Regions from separate parts of the Rattus norvegicus genome. Here region 1 is linked to region 2. The links are chromatin contacts, called in public Hi-C maps. All regions are on one chromosome and are shown on one strand. Each heading gives the region's core, a stretch centred on a gene start, on an enhancer-like site or on the middle of the called end of the contact. The rest is flanking DNA. Distances are from core to core; before and after follow the strand shown.

Evidence for each region. Hi-C and Micro-C count contacts between places; a contact is called where the count stands out from the background.
Region 1: a contact with region 2 is called in a Hi-C map of the A7r5 cell line, with 6 times the contacts expected there. The contact joins the promoter of Hectd3 here to the promoter of Tesk2 in region 2. A contact is called at or near these places in 10 of 12 Hi-C or Micro-C datasets (the A7r5 cell line, the Rat2 cell line, Schwann cells and 6 more) and 1 of 1 datasets of contacts at active chromatin or transcription factors (oligodendrocytes).

What each region holds. Positions count from the first base shown.
Region 1 is chr5:135,701,458-135,707,875 of GRCr8, reverse strand. Hectd3 (HECT domain E3 ubiquitin protein ligase 3) reads right to left here and starts at 1,439. Exons shown (of 21, transcript NM_001399212.1): 1 at 968-1,439; 2 at 618-778; 3 at 263-355; 4 at 50-185. The coding sequence starts at 1,336. Urod (uroporphyrinogen decarboxylase) reads left to right here and starts at 2,496. Exons shown (of 10, transcript NM_019209.1): 1 at 2,496-2,552; 2 at 3,184-3,296; 3 at 3,418-3,497; 4 at 3,575-3,637; 5 at 3,868-4,065; 6 at 4,165-4,326; 7 at 5,087-5,224; 8 at 5,348-5,448; 9 at 5,546-5,612; 10 at 6,346-6,418. The coding sequence starts at 2,533.
Region 2 is chr5:135,417,734-135,424,203 of GRCr8, reverse strand. Tesk2 (testis associated actin remodelling kinase 2) reads right to left here and starts at 2,520. Exons shown (of 11, transcript NM_133396.2): 1 at 2,247-2,520.

The sequences.
Region 1 (6,418 bases), core at 190-2,689, 280 kb before region 2:
ACTGAGGGATGTGACTGTATCTAGGCACAGGAGGAGTCCCAGCACCCACCGTATAGGAAGAAACATCTATGCTCTCCACATACTGCTTCACGCTACCCAGGTTCTCATCTTCTTTGCCCAGGTGGTCATATAAGAAGTGGATCAGGTCTTCGTCGCACTCATATGTCCACGTTGGTGGTACATAGCTAAACAACCCAAACCCCTAATTAAGTTGGGTTCAGTCCCTGATCCCTCCTCTCCCACCCCATTCCAGATAACTCACAGTAGTCTTTGTACAGCTTCTGTGTATGCCTCTGCTGGCTGAGGCCTGGAGCCCAGGCGATGTGAGTACGTCAGGTCCACCACCTGTTCCCATCTGTGGGGCACAGAGTGGAGTAAATGAGGAGGGAGGCACAGGCAACAGAAACCACCTTAGGATCTGGAGCCTTCTCGAGTTCTAGCTCCAAGCCTCTAGAAGCCTCATCCTCCTTCAGGTCTCATCTCTGCCAGTTCTTACTCCCACCCAAAACTCTCTCACAACCTAAGGTTTAGATTTTGGTTGTGTTTCCAACCCCGCCTCCCCTCACACCCCCCCCGCATCCGCCAGACGCCAAATCGCGTTCCTTCAGTTGCAGGACCTGAGCACCGGCCGGTAGTCCACGCCAAATAGCTGCTGCTGCCGTTGCAGGTGGTCTGGAGTGTCGATAGGTACAAGGCGGGCTCCGCCCTCCGCTGGGCGACACACTAGAAGCCAGCCTTCGTCCAAACTACAGTCACTCAGGTGTTCAGCCAGCTGCTCCTGCAGGGACGCGCCAGATGGAGATAGCCGTCAGGGGACAGAAATCAGCTCAATTGCTCGCCCAGCCCAACCCAGGGCAAAGAGCACGGAAAGCAATGCCAGCTCACTATGGGATAAGGGGGCGGAACAACCAGAGCTTTGGCTAGATCCAGGGGGTCTTTTGTGGGGTCCCGGCCAGCCCGGGCGCACCTTGGTTAACTTCACCCAGAGCCCGTGGCCGTTGCACAGCTCCTCGCCGGTGGTGCGTACGCAGGCGCCTCGCCGAAGCTCGATACTGTCACGGGCGGCGCGCAGCGGTCCCGAGCCTGTGCCCGGGGCAGGGCCCGCAGCACCCACACGAAGTCCCAGGCCCTCTGCCTCCCACACAGGCAGCAGCACGCGCGAGGGTCCCGCTGGGTCCTTGTAAAGCTTGTAGAGCACCTCTCGCGGCACGAAAGCCAGCGCCGCAGGCAGTGGCAGCCCGGCCCGGAGGCTCCGCGCCGCCTCGGCCAGGAAGCGCACGCGACCCAGGAGCTGTCGCGGGGACTCAAGCGCTGCGCCGGGGCCCGGGCCGGCCATAGTGAAGCCCGTGAAGTGAGACTCGTCCAGGGAAACCCTGCCCCGCCGCAGCCCGGGGACTGCAAGCAGAGCTTCCCACCACACCCTGCCCCACCTCACACCCTACTTTACCGTATGTTTTGGATTAAATGCACAACCTATTGCTACCAAATTTGTCAGGTGTACTCTGATAGTCCCTATTTTGTGACTCGCTCCCCTCACCACCCCTTCCGCCCTGACCCTGGCTTATCAAATCAGACTCAAAACTAGATTCTTAAGGTAAGGTCTCATTATGTAGCCCAGGCTGATCTCGAGCTCGCGATCCTCTAACTAGAGCTAGTGCTACTACCCTTGTTCAAGCCTTTATTCCATCTACTCTGATGCTTTGGCCTCATGTTTTTCTCTCCCTGTCCCTAACAAACATTACATTTGAAGGAATCTTTTTGTTGTGTTGTACTGTTTTGTTGAGACAGGGTTTCTCTGTGTAGCTTTGATTGTACTGGAACTCACTTTGTAGACCAGATTGACCTCAAACTTAAAAGATCCTCGCACCTCTACCATCCGACTGCTGGGATTAAAAGCGTGAGCTACCACACCAGACTTGAGAAATCTCATAAAAATTGCTCAACTATCTGTCTTAGGGGGCGCATGACTGACTAAATGTTCAGTCACTGACAGAAATGTATAAATCACTCTGGATGGACGCTATTTGTTGCTTCTAATTCCAGAAGACTAATAATCATTGCCCACTTAAATGTGATTGTCAAGTTTTGGTTTAAACGATTGGTAGAGCAGTCCCTGTCTTGAGCAGCACTCTATCATTCCTACAAATTGGTTAGTAATGTACATGTGGACTCTAAAATCTTCGGCTCCTTTACAACCTTCTGCACCGTTCATTTGCCAAACAACATTGTTAGACTTATGAACGGGAGTGAGAGCGAGGCCTGTGCTAAGTCTTCAGTATTTCTAGACCACAGATGAGAAAAGTTTAAATTTTCCTTTGGGTCATTTGTTACTGCGTCGCCACAGTGGACTTTACGGTGAAAAATTGATGGGGTCCTACGGGCAGCGGGGAAGGCAGCCCCACAGCTGTCACTGGTCTGGTCACGTGGTTCTCAATATGGCGCCGCCCGTGGTTCTCTTCAGGAAGGGGCGGGGCCTGGACTGTAGGGGCGGAGACTCAGATTAAAGCGGTGACCGCTCAGTTACTGTTTACCATGGAGGCGAACGGCTTGGGGTGAGTTTTCTGTTGCACGCGCTGTAGCTACGTTGCTTTCCGATCCGAGTCTTCCAATTCAGGGATATGTCCTTAAACTCTTATTTTTCTGGAGATCTCCAAGCACCAACCCAAGTCGCGGAGATTCCATATCTTCCAATCATGGAACGGAACCTTTTCGTTCCCTGCCCCCCCCCCCCCCCTCTTCCCGCAATCTCCATTCCACGGACTACTTTGCGGGACTGCATTCCAAGACTTCCTTTCTAGGTGACTCAGAACTAACTAGCACCTGGGACCATCAGCTTTGATCCTTTCTCTCTTGGTTTGGGGACCTCAGCTTCAGAAGCTTGCCTGAAATTAACTCCCTTTCCCCAAACTTCCTTACTGGATTTTCTTTCCACTTCCCTAGTACCTCCAGTTTCTTTGAGTTTGGGAAAGTGGACAAATGTGTAGGAAAGAGGCCCTAGTGGGGCCCTTCTCCTGGAAACTTGTGTGCAACTTGATAGAGGGGAGGAGCTGTGGGTGGGGAGCCATGGTTTGCAAGCAGGCCTGGAGGAGGCAGATAGCGGCCTGACTGAACCCACGCCTTCCCCAAACCACGGTCTAGCATAATGACATTTACTCCTACCTGTACATTCCATCTCATCCGCAGACTCCAGAATTTCCCGGAGCTGAAGAATGACACGTTCTTGAGAGCAGCCTGGGGAGAGGAAACAGACTATACTCCTGTTTGGTGCATGAGACAAGCAGGCCGCTACTTACCAGGTCAGGGGTAAAGGTGTGGTCTAGATAAAACCTGAAAATCTAGTTGGTGAAATTCTTCAGGGGAAGATGGTAACTTTGGAAGACCTCATGGTTGAGTCCTGTTCTCCATCTCCTCTTGTAGAGTTTAGGGAAACCAGGGCTGCCCAGGACTTCTTCAGCACCTGTCGATCTCCTGAGGCTTGCTGTGAACTGACTCTGCAGGTGAGGGCCTCACAAATGAGGGTGGGGTTTATGCCCTCAGTGGGTGGCCTTACTAACCTATTTGCTATTCCCTGCAGCCACTGCGAAGGTTTCCTCTGGATGCTGCTATAATTTTCTCTGACATCCTTGTTGTACCCCAGGTACTCAATCCTAATCCTGGAATGTGGGCTTTAAAAAAGGGGGAGAGAGGAATGCACTTATTGCAAATCCTCTGTCCTATCAGGTTTCAAGATAATTTCAGAAGTGGGAAGAGGAAAACACTAGGAATGGAGTTTACAGGGGGTTCAGCCTTTTCTTTGTTGCATGTGTTGAACAGAACCCTTCCCTCTGAGTTCCAGGTTGTGTACCCAGATATTTTATCCCCCTTAAGGCACTGGGCATGGAGGTGACCATGGTACCTGGCAAAGGACCCAGCTTTCCAGAGCCATTAAGAGAAGAGCGGGACTTAGAGCGTCTACGGGATCCAGCAGCAGTGGCTTCAGAGTTAGGCTATGTGTTCCAAGCCATCACCCTTACCCGACAACAGCTGGCTGGACGTGTGCCACTGATTGGCTTTGCTGGTGCTCCGGTAATGTGGCACAGGGGTGTGGACGGGAGCATGAAGAGATCAGGCTAGGTCTGGAATAGACAAAGAATTCTATGTCCTGCCATCTGCATCTTTCTGCAGTGGACCCTGATGACGTACATGGTTGAAGGCGGCAGTTCAAGTACCATGGCTCAGGCCAAGCGATGGCTCTATCAGAAGCCACTGGCCAGTCACAAGCTGCTTGGCATACTCACTGATGCTCTGGTCCCATATCTAATAGGACAAGTAGCTGCTGGTGCTCAGGTGAGTCTTAGGGACAAATAGGTTGCAGCTTGGTCTATGAGGATCCAAGGCAATGGTTTCCTAAACTGGAGAAATGAGGGGTGTTACTTTTCCTCCAGTGATCTGGTTAGAGTATCTAAGTGGTTCTCAATCTTCCTGATACTGTCACCCTTTAATACAGTTCCTCACGGTGTGGTGACCCCAACTGTAAAATTACTTTGTTGCTACTTCATAGCTGTAACTTTGCTCTGTTGTGAATCGTAAACATCTGATTTGTAGGATATCTGATCTTTGTGAAAGGGTCAATCCACCCCAAAGGGGTTGTGACCCACAGGTTGAGAACCATTTAGATCCTTAGCCCTTCCTGAAGCTGTCAGCCAGACTTTAAGGTCTGAGTATTTGCAATGTAAAGTTGCTGTTAGGATCTGGAGAAGGTAAAACTTTTTTTTTTTTTTTTTGGATCCACCTGCTTCTGTCTCTTAACCAAGTGCTGGGGTTAAAGTCGTGTGTGCCACTACCTGTCTGTCTCTCTTCCCTTTCTTCCTTCCTTCTTTTCTTTTTTTTTGTTTGTTTGTTTCTCTTGTGTATCTTTGGCTGGTGTGCACAACCACTGCTGGCTTCTATTTTTTTCTTTAAGGCAAAACTTGTTGACTGGAATTGAGCTCCTAGCCTCGGGGAATGTGTCAGGGTTTAAAGTCACCTGAGGAGAATTACGCCATCACGTGTATGTGGAGCCTGAGGTGCTTCCTCTTTGTGTGTTTTTCTTATCACCTATTTACAGGCATTGCAGCTCTTTGAGTCCCACGCAGGACATCTTGGCTCCGAGCTCTTCAGCAAGTTTGCACTGCCTTACATCCGTGATGTGGCCAAGCGAGTGAAGGCTGGGTTGCAGAAGGCGGGCCTGGCACCAGTGCCCATGGTGAGGACTGGGACAGGCTGAGTGAAGGGTGCAGCTCTCAGCCTGCAGAGACTGAAATCACCACTTGAGGGCAGCAGAAGCACACCCAAGAGAGCCTTAGTGTCAGATCTGCTTTCTCTTCAGATCATCTTTGCCAAGGATGGACATTTTGCCCTGGAAGAGCTGGCCCAGGCTGGCTATGAGGTAGTTGGACTTGACTGGACAGTGGCTCCAAAGAAAGCCCGGTGAGTGAGGGAGAAGTGGGCAGGAGAGGCTGAGGTGGAGGGGGTAAAATCCCCAAACAGTACAGTGGTGAGAATGTGGCGGTGCCTCTGCTTCTAGGGAACGTGTTGGAAAGACAGTGACTCTGCAGGGGAACCTGGATCCCTGTGCCCTGTATGCATCTGAGGTAATAACTGGGTGCAACATGTGTGTACAAGGTTTTCTCTGCGCAATGTGCAATGGCTGGGTGATCATGTATGTATGGTTTTATTACACCTGTCTCCCCTCTCTATTCTATACACACAATGTAAACTCTAAGAAAACAGGACATTTTTAAAATTTAAATTTTATTTTTGTGGCTGTCCATTTGAACCCTCATGGACACTCCTTGAAACTAAGGACCCAACCCAGAGCCTTGTGCTTGCTGGGAAAGCTTTTTACTACTGAGTTAAGTCCCTGACCCTGCCTCCCTTTTTTGAGACAGAGTCTCATGTAGCCCAGGTTAGCCTCAACCTCACTGTGTTGCTGAGGCTGGCCTTGAAAGTGCTAGGATTATGGATATACCCATCACACCCAGCTCTCATTTGTAATTTTGGTAATATTTACTATTGTTATTGTGTGTTGGGTCTGTATGCTATGCTGCATATGAGGAGGTTAGAGTACAACTTTGAGGAGTCAGTTATCGTCTATCTTTTTATGGGTCCTAGTGACTGAACTGAGGTCATCAGGGTTGCAGAGCAAGCACCTGACCTCTCACAGGCGCCTCACTTCTATTTTCTTAATATCTGAGACATATGAGGCTTCTGATAGATGTTGTTACTGACAGTAACCCTGTGGAGAAGCACTCCTGTGCATATATATATAGGGAGAATACAGCGTTGCTGGCCTCTCCTATGGACAGTACTCTCTTGGTTCTCTAGGAAGAGATTGGTCGACTGGTGCAGCAGATGCTGAATGACTTTGGGCCACAGCGCTACATTGCTAACCTAGGGC
Region 2 (6,470 bases), core at 1,271-3,770:
GTTGTATACAGTCACTGGGACCTGCATCTGTGTCCTCTAGAAGAACGGCTAGTGCTCTTAAAAGCTAAGCCACCTCTCTTCAACCCCAGACTTTACTTCTTATAACTTCTAATTCACACTGTGCATCATCACAGATCCACACTATTATTAGCAGTCTGTAAAGTGGCTCCCCTTTCATAGTTCTGTTTTCAAATTCCAGTTTTGGATCAACCCAATCTTTTGGGATGTTTTGTTTTTTGTCTTCCTGTTCTTAGGATGTTGAAGAAAATGTAGAATCTGGTGGTGGCACACCCTTTCAATTCCAGCAGAGGCAAGTGGATCTGAATATAAAAAGGAAGGAAGGTAGGCAGGTAGGTCCTTTATCCTTGGTGCTGGAGATGCTCAGTGGTTTAAAGCGCTTGCTTTTCTAGAGAACCTGGGTTCAAGTCCTAGCACCCACGTGGCAGTCACGACAATCTTCACCTCAGTCCCAGGAGTCTACTGCCCTTTTGTGACCTCTGGGCACCATCACACATGTGGTGCACAAATATACACACAGGCAAACACTTATACACCATACAGCATGACCTACATAGTGAGTTCCAAGTCAGTCAGGGCTACACCTTGAGATTCTGTCTGAAAACAAACCAACAGAAAAATCACACTCATCACATAGAATAAAAGTAAATCTAAAAAAAAAAAAAAAAAAAAAAAAAATCCCTGCTATTTCCCACTGATGATCCCTCCCATAATGGTCACGTCAGAAACTCAGCACAGTTCCTTCAACCTCCAGAGAAATCTGATTCATCTACAGATAGCTGATCACAATAAAAATAAGGCCAGTCTAGTGTGATAACATACATAATTCCAGGCTGGCCTGTACTACACAATCCTACCTGAAACAAACAAGCAGAAAGAGAAAGGAGAAAGGCATGTTACTCACTGCTGCCTTCCACTCACTCCTAAAACCATGCGCTGACCACAGTTTCACAACCACCAGATGATCAAAACTGCCTTGGAAAGAAAATAAGTCACCTCCTAATGGCCAAACACACTGGCTTTGCACTCCTCTTCTACTTGTCCTCTGAGGCGCCTGGGTACCCCCTCCCTTCTGGAGACTGCCTTCCTTTGGCTTCAGTAATACTGCCATTCTGCTCTAGCTAGCTCTTCAGTGTCTGTTGTCCTCAGCAATGCTGCCTCTGTCTACAGCCCGATTCTCAGCTTTCTGGAGTACTACCAAGAGGTACTAAGGTTTCAAGTATTCCTATATAATTCCAATTTATGTCTTTAGAGCTTAACTTTCTCAAGTTTTATGACCAATTTTCCACCTCTATTTGAAAAATTCAGATTGAACTTGTCCACAACCAAACTTATCACTCTTCAAAATTGCGTCTTCACATTGTTTCCATTAACATCACCAAACCCGTATCATAAACCAATGAGAAATCCTTACTTAGAAAAGCAGAAAACAACAAACCCTCCAAATTCTATTTTGAAAGTTCTTGGAATTTCATGCCATTCTCTTCATTTTCCTACAACTATTCCAGTCCATTCATCCTCTCTAGCCCACAGAAGCACAATAGTTTCCTGCCTACCTGGGCCTTCTGCTCTCCGGTTCTACTTTCAATCTTTCTTTCCCATTTTCCAGAGATAATCCTTATCAAGCTCCTGCTTACAACCTTCAATGGCTCCGTGTGCCTACAAATAATGTCCAAATTCTTTAACAAGTTTTTCTCAGAGGTATAAATTGAAGTTTTTCAATTCGAGTAATCTGGATTTTATTTCCAGCTAAATCCGAATCGTAGTTTAGATAAGTCTTCAAAAGGAAGGGCAAAAAACTAAATAAATAAAAAGGAGAAGTCTCTTAGGATAGGAGTCAGGGTGGTTAGGAGAGATGAGCACGTTTCGGAGGGAATCCAGATCTCGGGGAGACGTGGGTACTGAGACCAGTGAGGCACACTCAGAAGGGGAGCGGAACATGAAGGATTCCACAACTTCACAAGTGAGGAAGGTCAGACGCAACCTCAACTCGAGTATAACTTCCAGTAAGTTCTCGGCCTCTGAGACGAGGTGGGGACTGTCCCGGGACCATGAGGGAAGTGAGAAGGGAAAGGAAAGAAGGAGAGGGGCGAGAGACAGTCCCCTGACTCTTTGAGAATCTCAAGTAAGGCACCGGATTGTCCAGTGCTCAGCGACCCGTGAGCCAAGGCTGAGCGCGCGGCAGGGATGCCGAGCTGCGGTCCTCTGGCACTCTCTCCCAATGTTACCTGAGGCACAACTGAGCGGCGGAGGGGGCGTCTGCGCCGGCCGGAGGGCAAGGGAGGCAGCGGCCCAGAGCGAGCATAGCAGCTCCCGGTCGTGGCTGTCTAGCCTGCGGAGGAGACCGGGGTCCCTCGCGCAGAAGTCGGCGATTGCTTAGGGCCAGGAGCGGCGCAGGAGCAGGAGGCTACTGCCATGGCCTTGCCGTCTGGGCTGCTTTCCCCCGCCTGCTCGGCGGGGCCCGGAGGCGGATCACCGCAGGGACTGAGAAGGCAGCTGGAAACTCTCGGCTCCCTGCCGGTGAGTGTCTGAAACGCCTGGGGGCAGGGGACTGGGGGCGGGGCCCTGTGAGCTCCGCCCCCTCCCCAGGCCTCCGTCAGAGTAGCCAATCAATCGTCAATCTTTGACAAACGAGCTAGTAGAGTTACCCAATTAACGTTAGGAATACCACGTGGTACGAGGGTGGGCACAATGGGCGTCCAGAAAAGCCAATCAGCAACGCTCCGCGCCAACTCTTATAAGATGAAGGGAACCAATAGGAAGGGAGTGGAGGTAAAAACAGAAGGCACAGTGTGTTGAAAAAGCGGAACCTAGAGCAGAGAATTCACCTTGTCGGGGAAAACCTAGTCTCCGAGGGCAGGACACGGAGAGACCAATCAAAACCCCCAAACAGAAGCGATTGGTAATTAATTAAGCTAATTAAACAAGCACTAGACTGGCGCCGCTTTTGAATAAGATGTTCTGCAGGGGGCTGGAGAGATGGCTCAGTGGTTAAGAGTATTGACTGTTCTTCTAGAGGTCCGGAGTTCAAATCCCAGCAACCACATGGTGGCTCACAATCTGCTGTAACACGATCCTATGCCCTGTTCTGACAGCTACAGTGTACTTACATATAATAAATAAACCTTTAAAAAAAAAAAAAAGGTGTTCGGCAGGATTGAATGCAGTGTCCTGCAGGATCGCAGTATACTGACAAGCAAAAATTAGCACATAATTCCTAGCGACTCGAGATAGAGCAATAAGGATAATATATATGAAACGCCAAAGGAAGAGATTGAATTCAGAGAAGGTTTAGAGTATTGGTATAACCAGCTAGGTTGACAAGGAGAATTATGAAAGATCTTCGAAGGGAATAAGTACTATCCAACTGTTCATCAGGTATAGATTTCCTCACGCTTTCCGTACCCATGGATCTTAAGGGTTCATAATCTTATAGCTGAGGGCTGGGGATTTAGCTCAGTGGTAGAACGCTTACCTAGGAAGCGCAAGGCCCTGGGTTCGGTCCCCAGCTCCGAAAAAACAAAACAAAACAAAACAAAACAAAACAAAACAAAACAAAACAATCTTATAGCTGAGCAGACTGCAATACAAGAATAAGAGCAGATAGATACAGCCTTATTATTCCAAAAGGTTTAGGGATCTCCCTTCAGAAGTCTTTAGTATGTGGGACATAAATAATTAAAATAAGATTAGGGGCAGAAAGCAATGATAGAGTATGTACCATGTGGTCCAGGGTTCAATCCCCAGCACTGACAATAATAACGGAATGAAGGTGGTCCTGCTGGCAACTGAATTTAAGAAAATGTATAGTAGGAAATAAAATTAGAAGAGGTTGAACATGAGTGGAGTTTAATAAAATTATCTTTTTGTTTTAAATGCTGTGTGATTTGTCCTTGAACAGAAGCATAACTTAAATAGGGAATTGGTTAAGGAAAAGTAATTAATAGCACAGAATCTCTGAAGGCACTTAACTCCAGCCCACTTCTCTTGGCCTGTTCAGAATCATTCAGACATAAATTATGTGCTGCCACCTGGTGGCAGTTCAGGTGCTATGTGTCCACCTTGTCCTCCAACACTTCTATTGAAAGACTTAGCACCCTTGCAAGTGTGTGTCTCCCACAGAGCTTGATTCAAACAGTTGATAAATACAACTGGCAGCAATCAGGGCTAAACAATGCCACCGTGACACATGAACCATCTGCCCAGTTTTCACAAAGAGAGGCTTGGTGGAAAAGCTTGTGTTAAAAGTGGGTCTAGGGGGCTGGAGAGATGTAAGAACACCTGACTGCTCTTCTAGAGGTCCTGAGTTCAATTCCCAGCAACCACATGGTGGCTCAGAACCATCTGTAATGGGATCTGATGCCCTCTTCTGGTGTTACTGAAGACAGCTACAGTGTACTTATATATATTAAATCTTTAAAAAAAAAAAAAAAAGTGGGTCTAAACAACAGTTTTTTTAAAATTTAGAGCTGGAGATGCAGTCCATTTGGCAGTGTTAGTATGCATGAAGCCCAGACTCCTATCAATCCACCATTCTGAAAGTGGAGACAGGATATCAGGAGTTCAAGATCATCTTCAACTACATATGGAGTCTAGGGCAGTCTGAGATACTTGATACCTGGCCTCAAAATAAAAATATAAAAAGGGGGAAAATAATACAGTGGGTATAAGTAGTTGCCATGCAAACATGAGGAAGAGTCTGGGGGGTGGGAGGCTGAGACCAACACCAGAGTTGTCTCCTACTCCCAACACCATAGCATGAATGCACACTCTCAGTCATGTACACAAGCAAGCCAGGTTTGGTAGTGCATACCTATAATTCCAACACCTGGGGGTGTCGAGAGGAGGGACAAGGCCATCTTTGGCTATAAAAAGAGTTTGAAACCAGCCTGGACAACACAGGATTGTCATATACACACCAAAATAAAACTGGGTCTGTATCACTTGGAATCCTGGCAATCAGGAGACTCAGGCAGGATTGAAACCAGTTTGAAGCCAATCTGAACTACACAGAGTTCTGAGCCAGTCTAGGTAAATATATAATACATAATAAATAAATATGAGGCTGGAAAGATGACTCAGCAGTTAAGAGCACTGACTGCTTTCCCAGTGGATCCTGGTTTGATTTCCAGCATATATATGCTAATTCTAGCTAACTCCAGTTCCAGAGGATCCAATGCTCTCATCTGGCCTCTGTAGGCACCAGGCAAGTACAGTGGTACCGACATACATGCAAGCAATAACAATAAATAAAACAAAAGCAAGAAACCTCTCCTTCCCTTCCCTCTCTCTCTCTCTCTCTGGCAAGGTATAATATACAGTCCTGACTGGTCTTGAACTCAGAGATCCACCTGCCTCTTCTTCCCTTCCCAAGAGCTGGGATTAAAGATGTGCACTCTCATACCCACTGAGAGACCCTACCTCTGGCCACCACATATTCATGGTGAGCATGATCAGGTGTAACTGCACACACACACACACACACACACACACGCAAATGAAAGAATGTGGGAGACATCCCTATAACTATTCAATGTCCAAGGCCCTCTCCCTATAACGTTGGCTATTAGTTGGGCCAGAGATTTAAATATACTGTTACTAAAAGTAGTTCCTGTTTTACTCCCTCATCCTTTTATTATTTTTATTTCAAATAACTGTCTTCTCTTGCCAGCCTGAATTAAGACTTGGAACCTTCCCATAAGCTGACTACACATCTTAGTTCTAGGCAAATGCATACAAAGACCTAATTGGTGGATGGATGGCACTATCTTTTGTCTACACTTACCACTGGAAGAGGCCTCATGAGGTCTCTGAAATGCGGCTGACTCTTAGGAAATCGTGAACCCTCTAGAACATAAAGACCAGGAAAGAAGAAAGTAAAGGTGCCCTCCGATGCCTAAGAAGATACACCTTTCAAACTGTTTAGTTCTCTTTCAACTTAACACAAGATATGGTTATCTAAGAAGTGAGAATCTTTATTCTAAGATTTGTTATATACATAATGTTTTGCCCACATGAATGCCTGCATGCCAGAAGAGGGCACAAGATGGTTATGAGCCACCATGTGGATATAGGGAATTGAACTTGGGACCTCTAAAAAAGCAGCCAATGGGGGTTGGGGATTTAGCTCAGTGGTAGAGCGCTTGCCTAGGAAGCGCAAGGCCCTGGGTTCGATCCCCAGCTCCAAAAAAAAGAACCAAAAAAAAAAAAAAAAAAGCAGCCAGTGCTTCTAAGTTCTAGAGTCATCTCTCCAGCCTGAAAAGTGAGCAAATCAACTGAGAAAACACCTCCATCCGATTGGTCAGTAGACAAGTCTATGGGGGCATCTTCTTGATTAATGATTGATGGAAGAGCCCAGTCCACTGTGGGAGGTGCCATCCCTAGGCAAGTGGTACTAGATTATATTTAAAAAGCCAGCTGACCAAGCCAGTTAGCTGCCTTCCTCCATGTCA